Linked DNA regions of Capsicum annuum: region 1 is linked to region 2. Evidence: chromatin contacts called from public Hi-C data. All regions are on one chromosome and are shown on one strand. The core of a region is the stretch at or near the end of the contact, and the rest is flanking DNA. Distances in the headings are between cores, read along the strand shown. Region 1 holds the start of LOC107872945 (O-fucosyltransferase 29). Region 2 overlaps LOC107872947 (a long non-coding RNA gene).

What was found. Hi-C and Micro-C count contacts between places; a contact is called where the count stands out from the background.
Region 1: a Hi-C map of leaf shows a contact between it and region 2, with 4 times the contacts expected there. The contact joins the promoter of LOC107872945 here to the enhancer-like site in region 2. A contact is called at or near these places in 2 of 5 Hi-C or Micro-C datasets (leaf and placenta).

Annotation. Positions count from the first base shown.
Region 1 is chr6:178,410,651-178,417,117 of UCD10Xv1.1, forward strand. It overlaps LOC107872945 (O-fucosyltransferase 29), which reads left to right and starts at 3,873. Exons shown (of 9, transcript XM_016719631.2): 1 at 3,873-4,547. The coding sequence starts at 4,335.
Region 2 is chr6:178,191,563-178,198,459 of UCD10Xv1.1, forward strand. LOC107872947 (a long non-coding RNA gene) reads left to right here. Exons shown (of 3, transcript XR_001675045.2): 2 at 1,700-3,807; 3 at 3,899-4,853. Among protein-coding and RNA genes, the nearest start is that of LOC124899779, 5.3 kb to the right of the region's middle. Within about 2 kb of position 4,544, at least 1 of the 5 cell types and tissues checked has an H3K27ac peak or open chromatin away from gene starts, as enhancers often do. A contact at or near this core is called in leaf, where this site is marked.

The sequences.
Region 1 (6,467 bases), core at 2,623-5,122, 220 kb after region 2:
ATGATTGAATGATAATTGAAAAGAGATCATGAACTGGTGTAATAATGCTTGAATCTTGTTTCTGAATTGGCTAAAATGTTGCGAAGTTGAGCTTATTTAGTTCTATTAGATGCACAATGAAACTCCCTTGCCTTTTAAACATTGTTATCACAATGAGATATTTCCATCTGAGAATGAATTAACTGAAGAAATTGTATTTTGTTCATGCTATAAGCATCCTATAGAGAGGTTTGTTGCTTACTAATGTAATATAACAGAGTCAGCAAAACATTAGGCCAAGATAGATTAATCTTTGAAATAAGATATCAGAAATAATTTTCATAGAGGAACCAAAAAATTTGCTTAATTACGCAAGACTTTTACACACTCATTGTGAGTAGGCATTATGATGAGTGATCTGCAGTTCTGCATTATCATATTTGCTCATAAATTTTAAAAACAAATGTAATGCAGTATCATGCATTTTTTGATATTTTTAATGAAATTATTTCAATGAGATGCTGAAATAAAAGATACTTTTATCTAAGTATTCAAATCATCTGCTTGGTATTTCATTTCTTCGACCTTGTTAATTATCTGTGAAATACAAGATAATAGTTGAACTAAGATACCATATATTGATCAATGAATGACATATACACGATCAGAAAAAAATGAAGAAAAAAAGAATTTTAAACATTATATATTAGGGAGAATTCCCCCACAAAGCTAGTAAGCTTATAAGGATAATTGTCTGCTCAATTTCAGATTAAAACTCGAAAGTTGTAAGAACTACATGTCATTTATTAGACTATTTGGCTATAGCTTGTACTCTGTTAGTCGTACGATTGATCTTTCTCAATATTGACATTGTTTTGCTATTTACCTGTTGGATCTTATATGATCATTTTCCCCATGTGTCTTGTTTGCGTTTCAGAAATTATACTATTCACGCTTTTAAGATAAAGAAAGACAAGGCAACAACTTGAAGATACTGTATATTTGGATGTCTTCCTCCTGCATATGCGGAAAAAGAATTTTGAAAAGAAATGACACTTGCAAATAAAAAAACGATTATGGAATAAATATAGATGGTAGTGCCTTGTCAAGCACTTTCACTGATCCTCCTGGAAGTAGCAAATGAAATTTAAAGATTTATTTATACTGAAAAATAATAAAAGTAACAGTTATTACTTGGTGAAAGGTACTAAAATAATTTGATGTATTCCTGTCACCACTTGTAGTGACCTCACTCTTAGTCATTGTTTGTTTTATCTTGCTCTGATTCCACAGCTAAACTAGTCCATATGATCAAATTTGTCATAAAAAAAAAGGAAAAAAAAATATTATGCTTAACATAGATATTAATGATATATTTAAACAATGGTATAACATGCCCAAACACTTTTAAAACTCGTTTGGTACGATGAATAAGGAATAATTAATTCTCGAATTACAAATAACAAGATAGATTTACTGTTTGAACTATTATTTCAGTTTCACATTATCATACCAATGATCTTCAAATTTTACTTGGTGCTAATTCACATGTGAAAATTGTCTGCAGACATGTGCCTTCAGGGACTTTGCAGATGACTTATCAACGCAGACATATTTAATATTCATGGACACAATACGTTGCTGCCTCACATCATAGAATCATAACATTTTACGCACAAAAGTTAAGATTTGACTAACACAGTAGACAGACTCCTAAAAATAGGAGTTTTTAGATGTGACGAAGAAATTAACCAACCCACAAGTCATGTAAATAGATAAATAAATGATCACATTATGAACGTAGCAAAAATGTATGACTCTCATACATTATGAAACCATTGATAATTGTACTGTTGAAATATGCAATATTAAATAATTTTTATTTGTTACCGCTTATTTGAAAGAGAAGCTTACTGAAATTTCCTTTAAACTTTTCTAAATAAATAGTGTAATGGCTACGAGTGCTGAGAAACCTCACAACCTTCAATACATTCAAGTTGGACCATAAAATATTCAAGTTGAACTTGACAACACATATACAATGCACTGAGGCAATTTATGATCAGTGAGATATACATTCTATTCAAAATACAATTTTAAAAAAATTGTGGAGGAAAAATAAAATACCAACATCAATTTCATTAACAACATAAGTCACAAACACTTAAACTTCATTAACAAAATAATAGAAATACTTTTCATGACAACCAACAAAATAGATTCACTTTAACGTAAGTTCTAACTTAGATATGAACGTAGATTCACTTCATGATTCCTAAACTATACACAAAGAACGAAGCACATAACGTGCAAATAAAAACTTTTAACGTCTTGATTTTCTTCTCTAAAATAATTTTTTCCAGCTTCTTGGGCTGAAATAAGGTTCATTTCTTCAACCTTCTCTTGTAAAATGATAATCTCAGTAGTTTTTTGGAGATTAACTTCCTCAAATCATTCCTTTCACCCTTTTTATTTCACCAACTATTTTTGCCAATTTATTTTTTTCAACTTTTATATTATCCATTTTACCTTTTGACTCCAATATTATAGTTACCGTTCTTGGTGGTAGCTGTTGTTTGTCTTGCCATTCTTAATATTCACATGAATAAACCTACAAATTCAGGCACCACAACACATATTACCAAGCAAATCAATCATTTTGAGAAAGAAGATAGTACATAAATATCAAAATAAAAATTAATTGTGCGTCTTACTTTGGGTCTTGGACATTTATAGAATCTTCTTTCGACATTCGAATTAATCCACGCCATCAAATTTAGAGTATTGAGTCCACAATAGCATCTTCTCAACTGAGTATCAAGTAAACTGATTGAACTTTCCGACATTACTACAAATTTTAGCAGCAAAGAAAGCTTTTTTAAGAATTCGAGAAGAAAAAGTATCGTTTTAAAAGAAAGAGGAAAACATCAATTTTAGCCAAGTGAACTAAAAACAAACCCTAGATTTATTTTTCAAGATGCATCGATTTTTCATAAAATCCTAGATACAACAATTTTTTGGGGGAGATTTTAAGTCAAATGAGGTTGCTGATCAAAAATATCTTTTCCACTTGCTTGTTGGATTAAGTCTTTTGGCTATTAAATCAGGTCGGATCCATCTATTAAGCTTATGAGTTGATGAATTTTAGAAAAAGAATTATACATGTGGATAATGATGTAAAATATCAAGGTGAATCTTTTTATTCAAGTGATCTTCCTGGTGAAATTCTGTTAGAGGGCATTTTTTAGCGAAATATTTAATGGAGGGGTATTTTTAAGCAAAAAAATTAATGAGGAATATTTTGAATCATTTCAGATAGTTCAGGGATATTTTTTATCCTTTTACACTATGCAAATGAGTGTCTTGAGTTCAAACTTTGATGACCACTTTTCGTTGTTTTTGTAAGCCGAACTTTGTATACCAAGTTAGTGGTGCCCCATTACGCTTCAATCCCCAATCTGGCTCAGGAGGAGATGAAAATGGATAATGTTAAAAAATTAAAATACAATGATTTGTATCAATGACTTTCATCGTGCATCTTCATTCTCGTTGAACATCTTCATTCTCACAAAAAATAAAGACTATTTTCGATGAAGCTTGTATATCGGCCAAATTAACTAAAATGTTATTTATCTTTTAAACAAATATAAAAAGTCTTTATAAGCCAAATATTTTCAAGTTAAAATCAGTTATCAATTCATAAAACATTTTTGATTTGACAAGCTTTTTATGATTTTATCCTAATATATATTTTTTATTTATTTTATTTCAATCCGTCATTCTTCTTTTTTTCTTAATTTTGATAGAAAATATACATTTAAGTTTTTTTTTTCTGAATATATTACGTAATGTTTTATTATCAGTTTTCGTATAATATTTTAACTAAGCTACATACTCTCCCTCTCAAAAATAATTGGCAAATAAATATTTTAAGTAAATATTATCAACTATTTTAAAAGGAAGCAATTGCTTATGCAGGATTTATAAAAATTTTAACGTCTAATTTTATTTTTCTGCATTTGTGCTAGTTTGCAAAATAAGAACAATTGGGAAAGCTCCAGAGTGTGGCAAGATTTGTGAAATCCACTTTTCTACTTGTGTGCTAGAGCATTCGACAATCCAAAAGAAGCGATTTTGTGTTGTTATTTTGGCACCCATTCAGTCGTTTTTAATGATCTTGGAGGGCCAACATCATTTATTCAGACAGCACAGTGGTGGGCACTGCTTGTAACAACTTGTTTTTGTATGTTGTACTGATTAATTGTCTATTTCCTGTTGTTGGTTGATGATAGTATGTTACTGTGAGAGCAAAAGGGTATCAGCAAAATCAAGATTTAAGTAGCTGTCTTGTATATATGGGTGTAGCCAAAGTTTGCAAGTATACCTGTGTGAAGCAGCAACATCTCTTGATTAGCTGTTGTTCATCCAGGCGATGGATCTCATGTACCAAAGTTTGTGGGTTAATGCTGTTTGCCTTAGGTTTGATTTCACTTTTCACTGGTCATGTTGTGTCCAATCTTGAATTGTACTCTCATCGACTCGCCGGAGGTGCTTGGTTCTACAAACAGGTAATTTGCAACTAAATGCTCTATTAGCTTTGTTTTTACTATGTTTAGTATAAAGTTTGAATTTTCCTAGACACCCTTCTTCTGTTTTCTTTAAAGTTTGAATTTTCCTAGACACCGTTCTTCTGTTTTCTTTAAAATGTGGGAAATTTATTGTTGCTGTTTTGCCTTTCTCTTGATTTTTGTAGAGGATATTCTCGTGGGGAAGTTACAGTGGAAAAGGTAGCATAGTGTGTTTAAGATGTTAATTTGAGTTGCTTATTATGTTAGTAACAGTGGAAAAGGATATTAAGGTGTAGAAAATATTAAATTTGAAAGTTTAGTTTGACAGAGAAAAGCATCACGTTGAGTTAAAATTTTGAATAGCTTAATGAATTTTAATTCTTGAAGGTTGTATATAAATGGGATAGTGTCAAACATGTTCAGACACCCCCAAAAAGGATACAAGTGCATCAACTGGGATGGAGTAATATTCAGGCAGAGGGCATGGTCGCACCCAAAGTTCTTGACTTGATTACACACTGAAGGTTAAGCAGTATTGAAATACACCGCAAACATATGTAAATCTATAATAATTTCTCACATTATCTTGTAAAAAGAAAACTTTCACTTGCTGTCACAAAGTAGTAGTAGTAGATGCATTGCTTCTCTACTCGTCATCGGATTAAAATTATGAATTGGTGTATTGCGGGGGGCTGGGAGCTCTACTGTCTCTTTCGAGTATAGCTGTGAGAAGTGCGAACTGAAGTTTTCATAGATATCTTTGTTGTATTTTGGCTACTCGTAAGTTTAGTATCTAGTATCTATTTTATCTGTTTAATAGCAAGTTTTTTGGTTTTGACATCTTTTCTTCTTGAATAAGGTAACAATTATACTATCAGTAAATAAATATCCAAAAAAGATGCTAACTTGAGACCTTTACAAACCGCAAAAAGGTATGAAAATTGCCAATTAGATCTACCAAGTTTCCTACTTTCCCCCACCTATTCTCTTTATACCAAAAATGAACAAACTAAAACGATTTTATCCAAATTATCTGGATAGAACTGCTACTGTCTTCAAAATATCTTGAGTTCCTCTCTCTCCACTCTGTCCGCCATATGCAAGCAGGGATGATCTGCCACCAATCCTTGTCACCACTTCTTTTCCCCACACTCTTCCAGCTGGTTAGAAACACCAAAGTAGAACTAAGCATTACACGTTTATATCCAAAATCCGAAAGAACACGTGCCGCAAATTTATAGTTATCTGGCAGTGTAAGAACATATGCTCATTACTTTCACCATCCTGTCCAGTCAATAGACATCTGGAGCAAATCCCAAGACCTCTTCTTTGTAGATTTTCTTGAGTTAGCCAAGTTTTCCTAATCACCACAGCGATACAAACTATGAAACCTTCACAGTAATGCTCACTTACCAAACTTGTTTCCAAGGCCAGTCACATTCACATGACCTCTTTGTATTCAGGTTCCAATAGATAGACTTTACTGACAAGGTGCTTTGCTATTCAATTTCCACCAGAGACCATCTGAACTTTCAGAGATACCACCATAAGATCCCAGTAACTGAAGCATTGTGGAAAAGGTCTCAACTTCCAGATCATTGAGAGATCTTCTAAATTTTAGAGTCCAACCTTGTTGGCTCCACCATTTGGTTTATCATAACATGGGTTTGAGACGTATTGACTAAAGAACAGGAAAAATATACTTCAAACTGTTCTGACCAATCCAGTGATCATCCCAAAGTTCAGTCTTCCTTCCATCTTTCACAACGATCTCCACACTACCCCAAAAAAATTTGCCACTAATTTCTGATAGTCTCCAAACACTGCAACTAATTTCTGAGAATTCTCCGAAGTTCCCTGTCCTCTGTGTTGAACCTCCAGAGCCATTTCTGTTGAAGACTTCTATTTTGTAGCCTCATG
Region 2 (6,897 bases), core at 3,294-5,793:
AACCATCTACCATTCCTAACTTGTTTCTTCCTAGCAAAGACAATCTCATGGATCGAAACCACATAGAGAAGTTTTCAATTCCAATTAACTAAAAAGAGATAATCTGCAGGCCACTTACATCTGATGGATGCAGAAATAGTGGATGGTTATAATTGATTCCCACTGAATGTTGAACTCCAGTTGCTCCAGCTGAATTAGCTATTCTTCAGCATGTACACCATTGTTAGAAGTGATCACTATAGTTGTAAACTACTTTATTGATGTAATTCTTGTATGTGACCTTTGTAGATTTCAGAGTTTGCAATTTGCATAAGTTGAATCATAGTAATGGAAATGATTAAACAAAATCGATTGTGCTCTGATACCATAAACTTAATCAGAGTTCATGAACTCTGTAAACTGGAATGACGAAGAAGAAAAAAATATAAGAGTGCAGAAATAGAGAAGAGTTTTGATTGATCTCAATGATTGAATCTTGATCTTGTATTGTACAATGTGTAGTAAATACGTATATATAGCTAATCATAGAAGGTTCTAGAGACTAGCTACTTAATTAGTTACAAGATACAAAGTTAGTTACTAACTACTTTCCAGAAGTTAGTTAACACTGTTTTTAGTGTTAGTTGCAAGGACTGAGCCGACTTCCCTTCTTTCAATAGTAATGCGTATTTCAAGTGCAAGGACTGAGCTGACTTTCATTCTTTCAACAGTAATGCATCTTTCAACAGTTACACTTTCATTGTGTAACTCGTTACCTGCCGCACTTTGCCGCACTTCGAGATCTGCTCAAAACTTCCCTATGGGCAGATATTGGATGGCTTTTTTTCTGGTCTTCTTTTACTTTAGAAAAAAATTTTGGTAAACTGTTTGAATTTAGTTTTGTTATCTGCCATAGAATGTTGGAAAATGTGTTAGAACTATCTCTCTCTCATGCGCCCACACTCTTTGACTTTTCAATCTTCATCTCTTTGAAGGCATTATGGCAATATTGCTGAAAATAGATGTGGTGGTAGGTTATGTTTTAAAATGTCATTTGTTTTACATTTAGTATATACTAAATGTTGTTTCTCTAGTTGTTTTGGGTTGAGATGTTGTTGGTCCATTATTCATTGTTTAGGTATCATTGTGAATCATTGTCTCTTGTTTCTGAGATGGCGCTATTGAAGCCATCGAGTTTGCTAGATAAGCTACTTTTATTACTAATCTTATCTAATTCTCAAGCTAATGATAGTGGATCTAGTTCTTGTTAGAGTGGGTAAAAGTCTCACATTGGCTGGGAATGGACTAGTGGTTTGCTTATATGGACTTGGGTAATCCTCACCTCTTGAGCTAGCTTTTGAGGTTGAGTTAGGCCCTAGGTTCATTCTTGACAGTTCTATGGTAAGTTTTCCCCGTGGCGACATATGTTATTGAAAAGTGATTGCTCCATCGAGCCGGGGGTCTATCGGAAATAACCTCTCTACCATACACTTTACCCTCCCATGACCCCTTTATGTGGGAATACACTGGATATGTTGTTGTTGTTGATGTAAAATTAACTTTAAGATAAGTGCAGAACATGTTAAATTGCTGGCCCAATTTTATTAAAGACTAAGCTGTTAATAATAGTTATTGTTTTAAGGTATCTGTAAGTATGATTAGTTTCTGTTTTTAATTTAATTTCACTGTCTTTCATAGGACTTTATTCTTTCATGTGCAGGTAATATCTCATCTGATGTAGTACGGATCCTAAATAAAAGATGGAGATAACTGGTGGTCAAAATATTGATATTGTTCAGAATTGCCATTACAGGATTTCCAGATGGAGTTTTCAATTACTTAGGTGAATTTCGTAACTAAGTACATAGAAGATTCAAATGCAGTAATACTATTGGAGATGGCATCATCTCCATCTATATTTTATAGAACTTCAAATGATGATATAGTAGATGTGGATCAGTGTGATGCTATGATAGATGACGATGACCCATGGATTAGAACGACGGACTGTACCTGTTTGGGTCGTTTGGTAAGTATAAGTCTATTGTATCAAGATTGGATTATCAGATTTGGAAAAGATGATGAAATATTTCAGTGGAATTAAGATGATTTGTGGAGGAGAGAAGAAGTGCATAAATGTTGAGGGTACTAACGATGATGTGAAGTACCCTTTTTAGTATATGGAGGTCGATAGACTCAGAATGAATAACCTCTTTTGGCTGAATGCATTCTTGCACAAAGCAAACATTTATCGGCCTCTACCTGAGGTATTCCTTTATAGTCTTTACACAATTAAAAGGAAGGATATTATTTCTTCACTGTGAAGCCTGTATTTCAATTGTCAGATTAGTGATGCTCGTTCGCAAATTCACCTTACTATTGCACAAAAGATTGATGAAGCACACCAGTTAAACAAGAAAAGGTTTGATGATTGTGTAGAAATAAAGAAGTTGGCTATTACACCAGCTAGAGGCTATTATATGCCTTCTGGGTTAGAGTTGTCGAATAGAATTTTAAGGGAGTTTGGTGCAGATTCGTTTATCAGAGTTTCCTTCACAGATGAAGGAACGACCATACTCAATAGAAGGATGCTGAACTTCTACACTGCTCCGAAGAGGATGAAAGCACAACTCCAACGCACCTCAATATATCGAAGGATTGAGAATATTCTGAATAATGGTTTTACTCTCGGAACCGAGCATTTTGTTTTTCTGGCATTCTCAAATTCTTAATTAAAGGACCACTCAGCATGGTTTACATTCAAAACCTTACTGTCAGAAATCAGAAACTGGATGGGGGATAGCCAAATGCTTAGCTAGGATGGGCCTTTGTTTTTCGTCCACTTATGAAACGATTAAAGTTCCTTCATCTCAGGTTTCAAATCTTCCTGAGATCATAAGGAATAACTACGTATTTTCTGATGGAATTGGGAAAATTTCCGCCTCTTTAGCTGCAAAGGTTGCGAAGAAGCTGCAACTAAGTGTTCATAACGCGCCATGTTCTTATCAAATTCGATTTGGTGGTTATAAGGGGGTTGTAACATGCTGGCCAGAAGATAGAGATGATGGGTTTCATCTTTTTTTAAGGAAGAGTATGCTGAAATTTAAGTCTGAACATAGTATTCTGGAAATTTGCTCTTGGAGTAAATACCTACCGTGTTTCTTGAATAGATAGATAATAATTCTTGTCTTCATTGGATATAAAGGATGATGTTTTTATGAACTTACAGGAAGCTATGTTAGCAGCTTTTGATGCAAAACTTGCAATTGACATAAGAAGATCGTCTGCCGAAACAATAAATGCAATTGCGACAATGGTAGCTGCAGGTTTTAAACTAGAAAGTGAACCATTTTTGGAAAGAATGATATATTGTAGTAAGTTCTTTGGCCTTTAAGGCCTCAAGAACAAAGCACGCATCTATGTTCCAGATGGGCGCTTATTAATGGGATGCTTGGATGAATTAGGCATACTGGAAGATGGGCAATGCTGTATTAGAGTATCATCTTCTGCTTCATATCCTGAGATACATGACATAAACTTTGAAATAATACAAGGAAAGGTAGTAATTGCAAAAACCTCTTTCATCATCCAGGGGATATTCGTATTCTTACTGCTGTACATGTTGAAAGGTTATCCCATAGGAAGGACTGTTTGGTCTTTCCACAGAAGGGGAACAGACCCCATGCAGATGAGACATCTGGTAGTGATCTAGATGGCGATCTATATTTTGTTACTTGGAATGAAAATCTCATTCCTGTAGAAGCTGTTGAGCCGATGATTTATGATTCAACGAAAATTGATGAGTTTCATGGAAAAGTCGAAGACAAGGTAGCTATGGTATTTTTTCATTATGTCCATCTTTTTTTTGTGTATGCCATAGACGCTGATATAAGTTGTTCTTTGCTGGCATACTATGTAGGACTTAATTGATTTCTTTTTGAGATACATCATCGAAGATAACTTGGGATCAATGAGCAATGCTCATCTTATGCAGGCACACCAGTATGGTGCTAAAAATTCCACATCTATAAAGTTAACAGATTCCATTTCTAAGGCACTGGATTGCAGCAAGACAGAAGATTATGCAGCCTTTCCAAAAATTCTGAAACCAAAGAGCTATCCCCATTATATGGAGAAAAAGGGGGTCAAAACCTATCTTTCAACAAACATTTTGGGAAAGTTATATGATCAGATTAAGGACGTGATTACAGCTGAGTTACCATCTAGAGTAATACAATGAGATACAGACCTATTTATATTAGGAGCAGAATCTTTCAGGGAGGCCCTGAGGTATAAAAAAAGATACGATTTGATGATGAGGGAAATTCAGCACTTACATTCAGTGGCAGAGGTAGAGATTGTAACAGGGAACTTTTGGTCATTGCCCAAGGGCAATAAATAGAACAAGTTGAAGCAGAAAATACTGCTTGCTTATGAGAATATTTGGAGAGAATTCAGGTCTTACTTTGAGAATTTAGGACCTAAAATTGCTGATCTTTCTGACCATGATAAGCAAACCCTATATGAGGCAAAAACATCATGTTGGTACCGGATTACGTATAGTGCAGAATCAAAATGTGAGCTGCTAGAGGAAGATACACGAGAAAATGCTGAGTTTTCCCTGGATCGCCGTTGATCATCTCTCTCGCATTAAAAAACAGAAATCATTTCAGTCGTGACAGTGATTTTTCTAGTATCCAATACTAACTGATTTTCACACTTTCTACGTGTATATAACATTAGCTTATAGTGTAATACATTTTTGGATGGAACCACGTGTGGATGCTTGAACCACCTGATCTCTAACTGGTCTTTTCTTTGCTTCTACTTATAACATAATGTTGGAATGAATCAAACATTTAGTTGTATTTGCATTTGATTTGTCTCCCCTGCTCGACTTATAGGATGGATACTTTACTACCTCCTAAAATATTGTTCGTATAAGGTTGGAACATGTTGCGCCTTTACGTGTTCTCACCAAGTAATATAATGTTATTTTACAAGCCAAGTATCGATCCCTCAGAGACTTGTGTTAATAACTATCAAAGACTAATTCAGTGCAAAGCGTTAAGGCTCTGAGAACAATCATACTACTTTATAGAATTTTATTGGTTATTGGTTCACGGGGTCTATACTATAACTTAGCCCCACAACTACATCATTGAGCGGGGATGTGAGAACTAAGTTAAAACGCTTTTGTATTCATCCCATACATGAACCAAATAGGGCACTTAAGTGTATTCCTATGCTAAGTGCAAATCCCTACATCATTCTATGAAGTTTACGATCCTATTCTTTTGATAACACGTTCTACTCTATCATTCATCCTTCCGGGTTTACAATAGAGTTATAGCATATATTCTAAGGGTTATGAATCCTTAAAAGAGTGTTAATAAGGATAAACAAACAACCAACAATGCTAAACAATCATAACCAAATCAATTCGAAACAATAGCACTCATATTCTTTGCCTTAACCCCGAAAAAGGGGGTTTAGCCAATCATGGGCGTAATCATAATCATAATGAATGAATACGTATTAAAATACATAAACAAAACAAAGTAATGGAAAAAAAAACCATAATTTAAGTGTTCTCCATCCTCCCTCAAAGTCCCAAGGTCGTCCAAGTGAACATAATGACTAAGTGTCCTATTTATACTTGGACCACAATTGTCGATTTTGACTTAAGGGCGTGCCACACCAATATTGCGGCATCTAGGAAGTGTGGAAAGCCAAAAAATGTGGAGGTACAGTGGAAATTATTATTGACAATGTTTCCAAGGGCGTTCCACAGCCTTATCGCAGCACCTAGGCGGCATGGCACGCCGAGGACTTCAAAATGCCCAAACTTTGCCAAGCTATGTCCCATGCTCTCGTCCTTCAAGTCCAAGCTTTGTGATGTTTTTTTCACTTAATTTACATCTTATTTAACCATCATTTATCATCATTATTATCTCACCAAGCATCCTATATTATCAAACACCACAAATTAGAGCTTAAAATAAGATACAATTCAAGGCGATGAACTAGTAACGACATAGCTCAAGCTAATTGTATTAGTTTTGCATTTTTGATCTTTAACTCATTGTTTTGACTCCAAAATCACTATGAATACATATTTAACATTGCAACTATATGAATTTACACTTAGATACTCATTCATACCTTTAATTACTTATTTCACACAAGAAAAGTCCTCACAACAAGATTAAATAAGCCCGGATAACAACACCGAGGCGCATAAATTCACCTCAGATCATCACCCCACACTTAAAGCCATGCTTTTCCTCAAAGAAATCCTTACTCTAAGAATCAAAATTATGGAATACTTCATACTTCTACAACAATCAGAACATTTGATCTTGGGAATATTTATATGTTCAAAACACCAATATGCACCCAAATTTGGACTTTGTTTTGAGAACTTTGATGTGAATTCTTGAGTATAATTCGACTTTAATTCTATTCCGTACCTAATGGATATGATTAGTGTTTTTAGGGCTCAAATCTTGATGAATTGAACGCAATTGGATACATTGATGATATGAAATGGTGGAAGGAATAAAAGACATGGGAACATAGCCCAGAAAGGCAAACTAGAAGTCAAAAATTCATATTTGCATAGTCTCTATGTCGCGCCGACCAACAAAATGGTGTTGGTCAAATTCCAGTGGAGTATTGCAATTATGGAGCGTCGTGGAGAGGCTCAATTTCACATTTTGAAAAATCTAGTGTTGGTCCATGATTGTGGCGCATCGCGGTGATGAAGGAAATCATAGTAGTCACTTTCCAGTGACTTGGCGTGATTTTACCGCATCTCGGTACAAGCTGAGTTGCCAATTTTTGAGACCTAAAAGCTTAGAGCTTTTCAGGGGAAGGAGATTTCACAATTGTCAAAAACCAGTGGCTCACCGCAAT